Linked DNA regions of Pan troglodytes: region 2 is linked to region 1. The links are chromatin contacts, called in public Hi-C maps. All regions are on one chromosome and are shown on one strand. Each heading gives the region's core, a stretch centred on a gene start, on an enhancer-like site or on the middle of the called end of the contact. The rest is flanking DNA. Distances are from core to core; before and after follow the strand shown.

Region 1 (7,047 bases), core at 855-3,354:
CCCAATAATAAAGAAAAAAAAACCTATTCTCAATTGACATAATGCATATTTTAAATTCAAATTTATATATTTACAACTTATCATAAAGTCAGTTAATTAGAATGAGGCTGTTTTGAAGAACACCAAAATTAAAAATGATACTGAATGTTATAGCAATCTCTAGAGCAAATTTATTTATTTATTTATTTATTTATTTTTATTTATTTTATTTTTTTGAGATGGAGTTTTGCTCTTGTCACCCAGGCTGGAGTGCGATGGTGTGATCTCGGCTCACTGCAACCTCCGCCTCTCAGGTTCAAGCGAGTCTCCTGCCTCAGACTCCCGAGTAGCTGGGATTACAGGCACCCACCACCACACCCAGCTAAGTTTTGTATTATTAGTAGCGATGGGGTTTCACCATGTTGGCCAGGCTGGTCTCAAACTTCTGACCTCAGGTGATCAGCCCACGTTGGCCTCTCAAAGTGCTGGGATTATGGGTGTGAGTCACCACACCCCGCCTTTTTTTTTTTTTTCTAACCTTTTATTTTTTAGAGACAGTCTTGTTCTGTCACCCAGGCTGGAGTGCAGTGGCATGATCTCAGCTTACTGCAGCCTTGACTTCCTGGGCTCAAGTAACCCTCTCACTTCGGGCCCCAAGTAGCTGGGACTACAAGTGCATGCCACCATGCCCGGCAAATTTTTCTTTTTTTCTTTTTTTAATTGCACAGTACTAAAAATTCTGACAATATTCAGGAACAGTTGTAAAGAGTAAAAGCTATTTTTTTCTTATATTTAAAACCATTTTATTTACTACGTTGATAATTGTTTCCCCAGCAGTGGTAAAAATGACATCAAAATAACAATTTTGCAAGCTCAGATTATTAATATAAAATCAGTAATCAGGCCGGGCGTGGTGGTTCACGCCTGTAATCCCAGCACTTTGGGAGGCTGAGATGGGCGGAACACCAGGTGAGAGATCAAGACCATCCTGGCCAACATGGTGAAACCCTGTCTCTACTAAAAATACAAAAATTAGTTGGGTGTGGTGGCGCACGCCTGTAGTCCCAGCTACTTGGGAGGCTGAAGCAGGAGAATCGCTTCAACCCGGGAGGTGGAGGTTGCAGTGAGCTGAGATCATACCACTGCACTCCAGCCTGGCAACAGAGTGCGGCTCCGTCTCAAAAAAAAAAAAAAAAAAAATCAGTAATCAGCTTTTTAATAGCTGTAGAAATTGGAGAAAAGGATAACCTGAAATGTTTATCTCAAAGTTGAATCACCAGCAATATCCAACACTAGTTGATATTTTTATCATAAATATAAAAATCAAACATGAAGTTCACAAAACATACAATAAGGGCCAAAATTCTTATATTATCGTAACATAGCATATTGTATATTTAGTCACTACTGTGTAACAACTACCCATTCACTGCGGAATACTCTCAAGGAGTCTCAAATGGGTGTTCAATCTCTACCTTATTATTACAAATTTATAACAGATTTCTTTCCATTTAGCAAGTTTATAGAATGTCATATATACATATTTAAATATATATAAATTTACATATTATTTATATATAAGCAAAAAATTGGACACAATTCAACGTTAAAATAAGGTCATACCACTGTTATTTGTCATACAGCACTTTTAGAAGAAGACAAAATGTTCTAAAGATCAGAGATGGCTGATAATTGATATATCATGTTCTGCAATCATCATGCCCAGCATTTTGAGTTAGTTGCTGTTGCAATATTATATGATTTGGATATCATATAGGATTTGGAAATCCTATCAGATTTGGATTTGCCCTGAAAAGAGAACAAAAAGAGAACAAAAGAGAACAAAAGATGGATCTTTGAAAATGAATATCCATATAGCAGTGTTTCCATGGAAGAATTAGAATGATTGTTTTAAAAGTGTTTCTCTTTCCTTTCCCCAGCTGAACCTCTACCTTAAGTCATGAGGGTGTCAGCCCCAAAATCTTCTATAGATGAATAAAACAACGCAAACATTGCTGCACATTCAAACCCAGTACTGATTCGAAAGAGCTATGGCCATAGCTCTATCGCCAATCTAGGACACCCAGACCTGCTTTTTCAGGCTGAGAACACCAGGTGGCATATGGTGGCTGAATCAGAGCCTCGGTAACCATGGCAACCAGCTACCCTTCCAGCTCTGCAGCTGCCATCTTTTATCCAAAGCAGTGTTCTGTGCACGCTGGGGGTTTTGCTTTGAAATGGTGGTGCTGTGTGCTGTTCATTCTTCATACAGTCAGGGTTCCTACTTCTGGGCAGGGAATTCAGGTGCCAGAGATAGATAAATACTTCAGGTCAGTAGCATTCATTTTATTTTCTGTGCATTATTTATTGTGTCTACATAAAGTCATCTGCAAACTGATACTTGAGAGGGCCACACCTTTCACAGCAGGCTTTCTCTAGGGAGGCTAGACTTCACTGAAGGGAAATGAATGATGGAGTGAATGAGTCCTCTCCTGACCAAGGTTAAGAACAAATATGAGTGCCCAGCTCAGTGCTTGAATTGGTTGTAGGTACAATGACCCTGAGATTTGCCTGTACCCTAAGGGATGTCTGCTAGAAATATCACTGATCTATAGACAGAAGACATCTGTTCACCAACCTATTGGGAGGATGTAGTTGACATAAATAGTACCTTCTCACAAAATTTGTTTTGTGTCTGCCATGCAATAATAAACCAAATATTTATAAATTGGAAACTAGCCATTTCCATTTTTATCAGTCAAAAGTAATGAGATTTTCTAAGTTAATCATCAGGCATTGCCCCTGGTGATTGGCATTATATCACACACCCAGCTGCCAAAAGCCATTTTCTTTGCTACTGGGAAGAAAGCTAAAATGAGTAATGTTATCCAAACTTCCCTAAATTCCAAAAAGGCTTTGGACTTGAAGCGGGACTCATTTATAAACACATCTATTTAAGCCTGGTGTTTTTGCTCGCTGTTACAGGGACTATATCATAAATGTGCATTCTTTAGATGAAAGATCCTTCTCATAGAATGACAATTCTGTTAAAAACCCATTATATTATGTCACATGAAAAATGAAAAATTCACATTGTATATGTAACATAATAATAATGAAGGATGAAAGAGAAGAACTTCTGCTTGGAAAAATGACTGAAAACATACAATGAATATTAAAAACTGTGAGGCTTTGAATGGATTTTTTTTCCTCTTTCCACATTTAAGGGCTTTCTACTTCTTAATCAGAACTTATTACTAGGTCATAAACTTATGAAAACATTGAAACGTTGTATTTTAGAATGTATTTTAATTTTCCTATAGCAATTTCATTGCTTTTCACTTATGTTACAAATGTAAAACATTTAGCATTTTATTAGAATCATTTGAAATCACGAACTTCTCAAACAAAATATTTTAATTCATTTAATTGTTAAATAAATTGCAATATGCTTGCTCTAATAGGAAAAAACTTTTTCAAAATCTATAAATAAGAAACTACTATTAAAACAGTTTTTATTTGATATTCCCTGTGAATTAAAGTATTATTTAAGGGTATTAGAAAGGAAGTATTACATTTAACTTCCAGTCAAACCCAGTTTCTGGTTATTTTATAAAAATATCTATTAATACGAGGAATTTTATATCTTTATCTATATATAGATATAGATACTGATAGATATATATTCATTGAGAAAGCTGCTTATAATTTGAGAATATTAGTCATGGAGTTTTCACACATTTACTGGTTTCGTACTACCACATGTTTTCCTCCTGCCTCTCTTTTCCATCTTTAGCTTAAAAAAGGGAAAGAAGAGGAGGAGGAGGAGGAGGAAGGGGAGAAGCAGGAGGAGGAAGCAGAGAAGGAGGAGGAGGAGGAGAAAAGGATTTGAAGAAATTGAATCAGTTCTGGAACAGCAGACACAGGTAACCCATGCAAGCTAATCATTTGGAACACTTTATAAATGATTGTCCACTGTTGATTGACAAGAGCCTGTGCCACTGACTGGAAAGGATAGAGGAGGGTCACTGATGAAAGCACCCTGCTCACTCTCCTTCAGGGCTGCTCCACTGTGGTGACCCCAGCATTCAACACCACACTCAGCATAGTGAATTTCTGTGGGGCTATTAAGAATTATGGTTCTAGAAACATACTTAATAATATGAAAACATGTTCAAATTATGTCATTATGTGTGAGAAAAATTATGATACTGAGATAGATGACAAACCCTCAATGAGGTTCTCAATGATTAAGAACCATCATCTCTGTCATCAATTAATTAGCTCAAGTGTAAGTATTTTCTGATTTTTTCTTACACATTGCAAATATTTTCTGCCAAATTGTTGTTTGTGTGCATTGGGAAGTGGAATGGGGGGGTTGTAGAGACAGGTGTCTCACTGTGTTGCCCAGGCTGGTCTTGAGCTCCTGGACTGAAGAGATCCTCCTGCTTGGCTTCTCAAAGCGCTGGGATTACAGGTGCAAGCCACTGCACCCAGCCAAATTGTGGCTTTTTAACAACATTTTGTTTGTTTTCTTTTTTTTCCTCTTTTTTTTCCCTTTTAACAAGATTTTTAATGATATCTTTTGTCATTGCTTAATATTTTGCTTTTATCTAATTAAGTTGCTCAATCTTTTCTTTTTCTAACTCTGGGTTTCGTGTTGAAGGAATTCAGGACATGCTACCCCAAAATGTGAAAACTTGGCATTTGAGAAGACAGCAGAAGCAGGAAGGTCACGCTCACTACCTCCCCCACAATGCTCTACTCCCCTGAAACAGATCATAAAACCTAGGAAGGATTTCCTGACCGTCCCCTCAAGTAGGTCTTATGACCCTCATGTGAGAGGTGCCCTCCCTATACCCAGAAGATAGCAACATCCTCATTTCTGAAGATACAAGGACAAAGAGAAGAGTTTGAACAAACGGCTTCCTAAGTTCTCCCCAGTTTATTAGCATTATGTTACAGTCTCACCAATGCACCACAATGTAGCAGTCTCTTGTTTGAGGTATCACCCTGAGTTCTCGGTCTCACAACCATGACAATTAAGGAACATGATCACCAAGGGTGAGGTTGGAGTGGAAGTTTAATAAGCAAAAGAAGAAAGTTCTCCACCACAGAAAGGGGCCCAAAAGAGGGTTGCCATTTTTACAGTTGAATGCAAAGGCTTTTATAAGAAACCAGTTAGAGCTGGGCATCTCATTTGCATGAGATGCGAATTTCTGGTAGCTCCACCCCATCCTCCTAATGCACATGTAGGCCCTTAGCTTGAGTTACTCCGTATTGCTTTGTTGCCCTTACTGCACATGTGTCAGGGGATGGAATTTTCCATTACGGGCATGTCTGGGCAAGTCACCTGTGTAGGCTTTCTTATCTGTGTGGCTGTGGGCATGTCTTAGGCAAGCGCCGCTGTGCAAGTTCCCTTATCTGTGCCTGCAGCTTGATTTTTCTGGCTGTTCTTTTGTTTGAAAAGATTCAACCAAGGACCCACCATAACTGCCTGCCTGACTGGTTTCTTCCTCCCTCCTCTCTCAGTGATATCATTCTCCCTTTGTTCAATCATATTTCTTCATCAAACCTAGCATAAAGACTATACAAATTTATGCATTTGGGGGAGGTCTTCCTTTCCTTATGAAGGCTTCCATACCACGTATAAATAATATGTGTATGATTTTCTCTTGTGAATCTGTATTTTGTTATAGGGGCCTCAGCCATGAACCTAGAGATTAGTGAGCATAAATTATTTTTTTCTCAAGTGTTTCTTGCTTGAGATGATTTTCTTATCCCCAAGATTAAAATATTATCTGTTTCTTCCATGATTTTTATGGTGTTTATATCTATTTCTTTAATCTTTCTAGAATGCACTTTTGTACATGCTGAAAGGTAGAATTAATTTTGCAAAAAGGAAAAAGCTACTTGCTACTTTTACTATAATTATAATTATATAATTATTATTAAGGTTTTTTCTTTTTTCTTTCTTTTTTTTTTTTTTTTTTTTTTTTTGAGATAGCGTCTCACTCTGTCACCCAGGCTAGAGTGTAGTGGTGCAATCTGGGCTCACTGCAACCTCTGCCTCCCAGGTTCAAGTGATCCTCCAAACTCAGCTTCCCAAGTAGCTGGGCCTACAGGCATGTGCCACCACAATTATTATTTTATTAGACCCTCTCTGGATCTTGTTCCATCTCTAATATCTCTGCCAAATGCTCTGAATCAGGTAGATATATTTAAATTCTAGCTGGTGCAAAGAAGGAATAATTTGAAAAAGAAGAAATAATTTTAATACACATGCAAATAATATACGTATTCATCTAGTTACTTGCATGTATTTGTGGCCAAAAGCCATGAATCATACAAAGAAGTAGCTGCAGCCAGGCACGGTAGCTCATGCCTGTAATCCTAGCACTTTGGGAGGCCAAGGGCGGGGGAGGGGGTGGATTACCTGAGGTCAGGAGTTCGAGACCAGCCTGGCCAACATGGTGAAACCCTGTCTTTACTAAAAATACAAACATTAGCTGGTCATGGTGGTGGGTGCCTATAATCCCAGCTACTTGGGAGGCTGAGGAGAATTGCTTGAACCCGGCAGATGGAGCTAAGATCGTGCCACTTTACTCCAGCCTGGGTGAAAGAGCAAAACTCCATCTCAAAAAAAAAAAAGTAGCTTCAATGCCCTTTTCAAGATACTTAAGCCAATTTGGTCATACACACTTATTAGTTGCTTTATGATTAGATCTCCAAAGCTTCCAGTAATTAGAATTTGGTGACAACCATAGAGACTTCAATTCCAAATGGTATGTTATAATGAAAGCAAATTTCAGACCTCATTCAGCCATGGGTATAAATATGTATTAGCAATCAGGCCCTCCAAATAGTCATATAACCCGTTTTATAAGCTTGATGAAGTCTTAGCTCTCTGACCTTTCAGTGTTCCCACAGAACCTTATGAGCGTCAGAGACAGGAGGACCATGTTCCAGCTTTGGGGCAGGATTAACTCACTCTCAAATGAGAGTCAGGTGAAAAATTCTCTCACTACAGTCTAGAATTTCAAGCCTGGAGAGATAATTCAAACAGTC
Region 2 (7,542 bases), core at 4,379-6,878, 86 kb after region 1:
AGTTTGCCTACTTGCTAAATGTTTTTTGTAATGCCAAAATCAATACTCACAGCACTTTCACAGTTATTTACAGACACGCACAGAGTTGCGAAAACTTTGAGTTACCCAACTCACACATTCCTAGCTGAAGTCAAAAATGGTGGCACTCTCCTTTCTTATTCCAGCACCTATTCAGTAAAAGGTGTCCTTTTTGCAGCCTATTTAGTGCCATATTTTTCACAATTTTGTGCTTATTGTTGGTAATTTACTGTTTGAAATGGTCCCCAAGTGTAGGACTGAAGTACTGTGTACTGCTCCTAAGCACAAAAAGGCTGTAATGTGACCTATAGAGAAAATATGTGCATTAGGTCAGCTTTGTACGGGCATGTGTTATATAGTGGTACTGGCCATGAGCTGCATGCTAATGAATCAACTATATGAAATAAGGTGGCTTTATTTATTTATTTATTTTTTTGAGATGGAGTCTCACTCTGTTGCCCAGGCTGGAGCGCAGTGGTGCGATCTCAGCTCACTGCTACCTCCGCCTCTCAGGTTCAAGCGAATCTCGTGCCTCTGCCTCGCGAGTAGCTGGGACTACAGGTGTGCACCAACACGTCCTGCTAATTTTTGTACTTTCAGTAGAGACAGGATTTTACTGTGTTGGCAAGGCTGGTCTCAAATTCCTGACCTCAAATGGTCTGCCCACCTTGGCCTCCCAAAGTGCTTACAGGCTTCAGCCACCATGCCTGGTCAAAATAAGGTGTCTTTAGACAGAAAACCCAAATAAAACAAGGTTATATATTAATTGGTTGACTAAAATGTTGTGACCAGAGGCTTTCAGGAACCTAACTGTGTATTTCCTCTGGGAGCAATAGTTCGGTATTTGCTGATTCAGTATTCAAAGCAGCATAACTACTGTGAATAATGAGAATTGACTGTATGTGTAGTACAAATGTGTGTGTGAGTGCATACAGAATATATCATAGTCAAGTAAAGCTTCTCTCATGGATGCAAGGATAGTCAACATAAAACTTTCAACATAATTACCATGTTAATGTAGTTGCCCAATAGGTCCTCCCTGCTTGCTGAGCAATCAAAATCAATTCACTGAGACTGTGGCATTACATTAAAGAAAGAGCTTAATTGACTTGAGATGGGCCTTGTGGGAGATGGAGATATTAATTAAATCTCTGAGATCCTGGAGGCTAGGGGTTTTATGGGCAATTGGTAGGCAGGGGGTCTAGGGAATGGTTGCTGCTGATTGGTTGGAGATGAAATCATGAGTGTGGAAACTATCCTCCCGTGCTAAACCAGCCTCTGGGTGGGGCCACAGAATGAGCTGAGTCAGGAGTCAGGAGTCTGGGTGTGGTATGTCAGTTGCTAGAATGCAAGTCTAAAAAAAATCTCAAAAGATCAATCTTAAGTTTCACAATAGTGATGTTATTACAGGAGCAACTGAGAAAGCCACAAATCTTGTGACCTCTGGCCACATGACTCCCGATTAGTTATAGAAGCTACTCTTAAATTTTAGCAGAGTTCAGACCTCTCCCATAATCCTAATGTTGTGGCCTTTCATTAGTCTTACAAAGTCAGGTTTCCATTCTTGAGCAAGGAGGGACTTAGTTTTAGGGAGGGACTACTACCATCCTTGCTTTCAAGTTAAACCATGGGCAGGGCATGGTGGCTCATGCCTGTAATTCCAGCACTTTGGAAGGCCGAGGCAGGCAGATCACTTGAGATCAGGAGTTCAAGACCAGCCTGGCCAACATGACGAAACCCTGTCTCTACTAAAGATACAAAAAATTAGCCAGGTGTGGTGGTGTGCGCCTGTAGTCCCTACTATTCGGTAAAGTGAGACAATAGAATTGCTTGAACCCAGGAGGCAGAGGTTTCAGTGAGCTGAGATTGCACCACTGCACTCCAGCCTGGGTGACAGGACAAGACCCTGTCTCCAAAAAAAAAAAAAAAGAAAAAAAAAAGTTAAAACATAAATTACATTCCTCCCATGGTTACCTTGGTGCATGTGAAGGAATGAGCAATGACAGCCAGCCTGTGCGGCCAGAAGGAAGATGGAGTCAGCCACACTAGACTTCTCTCACTGTCATCATTTTTGCAAAGGCAGTTTCATTAACTGATTTTAGAGAGAGAAAATCAATGTAACCTTCTCAATAGATTGAGATAAAAGCACTCAGTAAAACTCAATATTCACTTACGATAAATGTTCTCAGCCAAGTAGGAATAAAAGACATCTTTAAACTCATCAATGGTTTGAAAAATTTATATAAAAATAAAATTTCATTACTAAATAATAAAAAAAGGTAATATCCAAAGTTATTATGGAACGATATAAATGAAGACAGGACAATATAGGAACCAATAAACACACCCAACCACATATGAGACTTTAATGTGCTAGAGAGATGTCAACACAAACCACTAGAAAAATAATGGACAAGTCAATAAATGGTGCTGAGTCAACTGGATTACCATATGAGAACCATAACAATAAGAAATCTATTTCTATTTCACATGATGGGGAGGAGAAAATACCAGGAGGATTACAAACTTCATTGCAAAAATAATTATTTAAAACTTCAAAGAAAAATATAGGATAACATTTTTATGCCTTTGGAGTAATGAAGAATTCAACAACAAAACTAATTTTTTAAAAGCAGAAATTATAAAGATAAAATATATAAATTTTAGTACATTGAGATGAACATTTTCAAACAAAATCCATGCCATAATTATTGTTTAAAGACAAACCAAAAATGATTAGTATTCAGAATATAAAAAGAGGCCAGTCATGGTAGCTCACACCACAAATGCAATCCCAGCACTTTGGAAGGCCAAAGAGGGAGGATTGCTTGAGCCCAGGCATTCAAGACCAGTCCAGAAAACAAAGTGATACCCCATCCTTATTAAAATGTATATAATATACATATATATTTTATATACATATGTATAAAAAGATAATACATGTATATGTATATTTTTATATAAAATATATAGTATATATAAAATAATAAAAAATAGGCCAGGCACAGGGACTCACACTTATAATCCCAGCACTTTGGGAGGTCAAGGCGAGAGGACTGCTTGAGCCTAGGAGTTTGAGACCAGCCTGGGCAACGTGGTGAAACTCGGTCTTTACAAAATAAATTTATTTTTAAACAGCTTTTATCTGCCTAAGTTTATCTTATAACTGTTCAAATTAGCATACCCTGTGACCCAAAAATTTCACTTTTGTAGCATTTGTATACAAGAATACAAGGAAACATATAACAAATATGCTGAATTGTTTGTAACACGAAAAAATATTTTCAAACAACTCATTATCAGTTGAGAGATTGATAAATAAATGTTGGCATATTTACAAAGTAGAATACTATGTGGGTGATAGTTTCAATGAAAGAATCAATCTGTATGTATCAATAGGTCTGGAAAAAGGCAGTGCTGTGCAATGTATGAAAATTGTAGAATCATATCCATAGAATGATAGCAGCTATGCAATTTAAAGTATATACATGTATAAAAAGATGGGTTGAATCCACATCAGATTTATAATGGAGTGATGTGGGAGAGAATAAAGTAGGATTCAGCTTTATATGTAATATCCCATTTTTCTTATTAAAACTTTTGGAGAAAAGTGACAAAACAGTGGCATTGATTAATTCTGATTGGCGAATACAAAGATATTTGTTCTATTTTCGATGTAAAGATATTTGTTTTATATTTTATATCTCCGTACTCTTCTTTATTTGAGAAAAAAAATAATAGAAGAATGAAAACTGGCCAGGCACAGTGGCTCCTACCTCTAATCTCAGCGCTTTGGGAAGCCACAAATAAATAAATAAATAAATTTTTATTTATTTATTTAATGGGAGGATCACTTGGGGCCAGGAATTCAATGTAGTGAGATCCCATCTCTACAAAAACAATTTTAATTTAAATGTAAAAAGAAAAATGATAACTAAAGTCATAATTTATTTATTTATTTTTGAGACAGAGTCTCACTCTATTGCCCAGGCTGGAGTGCAGTGGTGCAATCTTGGCTCACTGCAACCTCCTCCTCCCAGGCTACCAAGTTGCTGCCTCAGCCTCCCGAGTAGCTGGAACTACAGGTATGTGTCACTAAAGCCCAGCTATAAAGTCATAATTCTTGAAATTAGACATAATAAAGATGCAACATCATCAAGCTGGAAATCCCTTAAAGGGATCCAGAAGTTTCCTTTATAAGGTGATTTTTAAATTTATTTATTTATTTATTTTGAGACGGAGTCTCGCGCTGTTGCCCGGGCTGGAGTGCAATGGCATGATCTGGGCTCATTGCAACCTCTGCCTCCCAGGTTCAAGCGATTCTCCTGTCTCAGGCTCCTGAGTAGCTGGGATTACAGGCATGCGCCACCACACCCGGCTAATTTTTTGTATTTTTAGTGGAGATGGGGTTTCACTATGTAGGCCAGGCTGGTCTCGAACTCCTGACCTTGTGATCTACCCATTTCGGCCTCCCAGAGTGCTGCGATTACACGCATGAGCCACCGTGCCCGGCCTGTGATTTTTTTTTTTTTTTCAGATGGAGTTTTGCTCTTGTTGCCTAGTCTGGAGTGCAATGGCGTGATCTTGGCTCACTGCAACCTCCCCCTCCCCGGTTCAAGCGATTCTGCCTCAGGCTCCCGAGTACTGGGATTACAAGTGTGCACCACCATGCCCAGCTAATTTTTTTACTATTTAGTAGAGAAGAGGTTTCACCGTTTTGGCCAGGCTGGTCTCGAATTCCTGACCTCAACTATCAGCCCACCTCGGCCTCCCAAAGTGCTGGGATTACAAGCGTGAGCCACCGCGCTAGGCCTATAATGTGGTTTTTCTTTTTTAATGGCATACCACATAATAAAATATAAGGCATCTCTCAAAAACACTTTGATAGAGCCATTAGTGACATAAAAATGCTAATGATCACTAATATTCAGTGAAATAAGATAAAAATCAAAAATGTATATTTAATACGTTCTCACATAAAATAAAAGTATATCAGATGCAATTGGAAAGAAACACAATTCAACCAACAGTTATTTTTCTCATGTCTGGGTGATGTGATTCTCAAATGTAAATTATTTTATTGTACATTCTGTTTTCCAGTTTTTCTAACTTGAAGATACTTTGAAATTAGAAAACTTGTTACCTTTAAGTTAAAAATGGTTTTTCATTTAAAAGAAAAAAGCTTTCAAGATAAAGATCTTTTTATTAACAAGTTTGTCTCCTGGACAGGAGAGGATTAAAGGAAAATAAAGAAAACAACGGCAACAAAAAACAAAATGAAAAAGTTTGTTTTATTTTTGTCTGTGTTTGCATTACTACTTGTTTCTGTTACCTATAAATGATTTAAGAATTTGAATCAATTCCTAAGTAACATTTTAGACCAGTTCTTACCTGTGATTTGGAAACATTTAAAGCATTGAAATGAGGAAATCACTCCAGAGTGAATGGAAGGATTATCAGCCACTGCAAATGTCTGTCTAATCTTGGGACGTTGAACCAGTTTACAGAGTTGCAGGGGGAGCCAAAACCTTGCCATAATCCTACCATTCACTGGCTGTGAGTAATGACCATCTGCTGGGGACTGGAGAGGACCCAGCCCAGTCAGTCTGACTGCCTTGGTTTGCATGATAAAGGAAGGTCACAGAAAGTCAATAGGATTGAGAGCAACTCTCCAGGTGGTGGAAGCGATCTGCAGGCAACCGGCAGAAATGGCTTCCACTCTACGACTGCAGCTCTGTAAAGAATTCTCTCTCTTTGGACATCACACTTCTTCAAAAGGATGTTACAAAATCAAATAAAAGTGAAATTCAAAAACTACACTCTTTAGGTGGGCTTAGGTTTTTTGTGTTTTGTGTTTGGTTTTCTTCATTATTACATGGAGAAGAGGGATGAAAGAAATATATAGAATGTGCTTTTTCTTTTTGGATCTCAAGGGGCAAAGAGTTGATCAGATTCTTCAGATAACAGTTTATGATCACCATAGACCAATGAAAGCTGTCTTTTCTTCTGTTTAATTATAAAAATATTTCCTCCTTTAGACCCAAAGTCAACTCCCACTCCCTTCCTCCTTCTCATTCTAATGTGCTGGCAAATGTTCTTAAATATACATATGTTTTAGGAATGAATAGTCAACTAAGTCCTCTTAACTTTTCTTTTTTCTTTTCTTTTCTTTCTTTGAGATGGAGTGTTTTTTTGCAGCCCAGGCTAGAGTGCAGTGGCACAATCTCAGCTCACTGCAACCTCTGGCTCCTGGGTTCAAGCAATTCTCCTGCCTCAGCCTCCCAAGTAGCCTCTTGTATAGCAGGCACCCACCACCACACCCGGCTAATTTTTGTATTTTTAGTAGAGTTGAGGTTTCACCATGTTGGCCAGGCTGGTCTCAAACTCCTGACCTCAGGTGATCCACCTGCCTCGGCCTCCCAAAGTTCTGGGATTACAGGTGTGATCCACCGCGCCCGGCCAGTCCTCTTAACTTTCTTACATGTTTATTACAATTTCCTGACAATTTTTATAAATTTCAGATATTCTGCTACTTGGATAACGTCAATTATCCATAGAAAAGTTTGTCCAAACAACAGTCAGCATTACCAAGACACCTAGAAAAGCTCCGCTTACTCAAAAAAATGCTGCCCGTGGAATGGTCGATCAGACAAGAGCAAACACAAGACACATCACTAATTCATTCAACAAATATTTGCTGAGTTCTTGCATTGTCTAGCCAAGACTGGGCCTAGCAACTGATAACAAATCTTGGTTGCAGTTCAGGCTCTGCCACTTATCAGCTGCATGAATTTGTGAAATCACTGAAATTCTTGATATCTAAGGTCTCCTCATTTGTAAAGGGAGAAAAATAAAACCCACCCTACCTCCTTGGAAAGATTGTTTTGAGGATAAAATTTAATGGGTATAGAGGAAATCACAGTGGAAATATAAAGCACCATAAAACTTTCATTTATTATTTTGTTGATGTTGCTAAAAGAGAGAAAGAGAGCAGATATGAGGGGAAACGGGATGAGAATTGGAAGGAGTCGCTGAGGAACCTTAGCCATGGCTACACTGGCCAGGTGTGGCCAAACTGATGAAAAGTGACCCAACGAAACACTTCGAAAGAACTAAAGACCTTGAAAGGATGATCACAATCTCAGTCTTGACTGTTGATAGAAAAACTGTGATGGAAAAGTGAAATGAAACTAGAGGTCAATCAACAGCAGGCAGCTCCAAATTTTCTCCTAGTCCTAACTTGGAGATATTGCTGGAGATCCCCCGTTGTGGAAGGCAGGAGCAGGATATCTCATGAGCAATGTCATCTGTTTGCCCAGATCCAGGGTCAGAATTCTTGTTACTATGGTTAGTGTAAGCAAACACCCACAGGAGTGGGAGAAACTGTGGAGTGGGGTTGGGAGCTGTAATAAAGCTCCTATAGAAAGAACACACTATAAATACATAAGCCAAAAGCAATTAGTTTATCTAAAGAAAGGAGAAAAAAATAAATAGGGATGTTAAGCATGTATTCCCTTTTATAAA

What was found. A called contact is a pair of places that touch in the nucleus more often than the background predicts.
Region 2: a contact with region 1 is called in a Hi-C map of stem cell-derived neural progenitor cells, with 2.4 times the contacts expected there. The contact joins two enhancer-like sites. A contact is called at or near these places in 2 of 7 Hi-C or Micro-C datasets (induced pluripotent stem cells and stem cell-derived neural progenitor cells).

The regions. Positions count from the first base shown.
Region 1 is chr6:153,530,652-153,537,698 of NHGRI_mPanTro3-v2.0_pri, forward strand. No RefSeq gene overlaps it. Among named protein-coding and RNA genes, the nearest start is that of AKR1D1, 97 kb to the left of the region's middle. Within about 2 kb of position 2,105, at least 7 of the 24 cell types and tissues checked have an H3K27ac peak or open chromatin away from gene starts, as enhancers often do. A contact at or near this core is called in induced pluripotent stem cells and stem cell-derived neural progenitor cells, where this site is marked.
Region 2 is chr6:153,612,758-153,620,299 of NHGRI_mPanTro3-v2.0_pri, forward strand. It overlaps the pseudogene LOC134810634. Among named protein-coding and RNA genes, the nearest start is that of AKR1D1, 180 kb to the left of the region's middle. Within about 2 kb of position 5,629, at least 6 of the 24 cell types and tissues checked have an H3K27ac peak or open chromatin away from gene starts, as enhancers often do. A contact at or near this core is called in induced pluripotent stem cells and stem cell-derived neural progenitor cells, where this site is marked.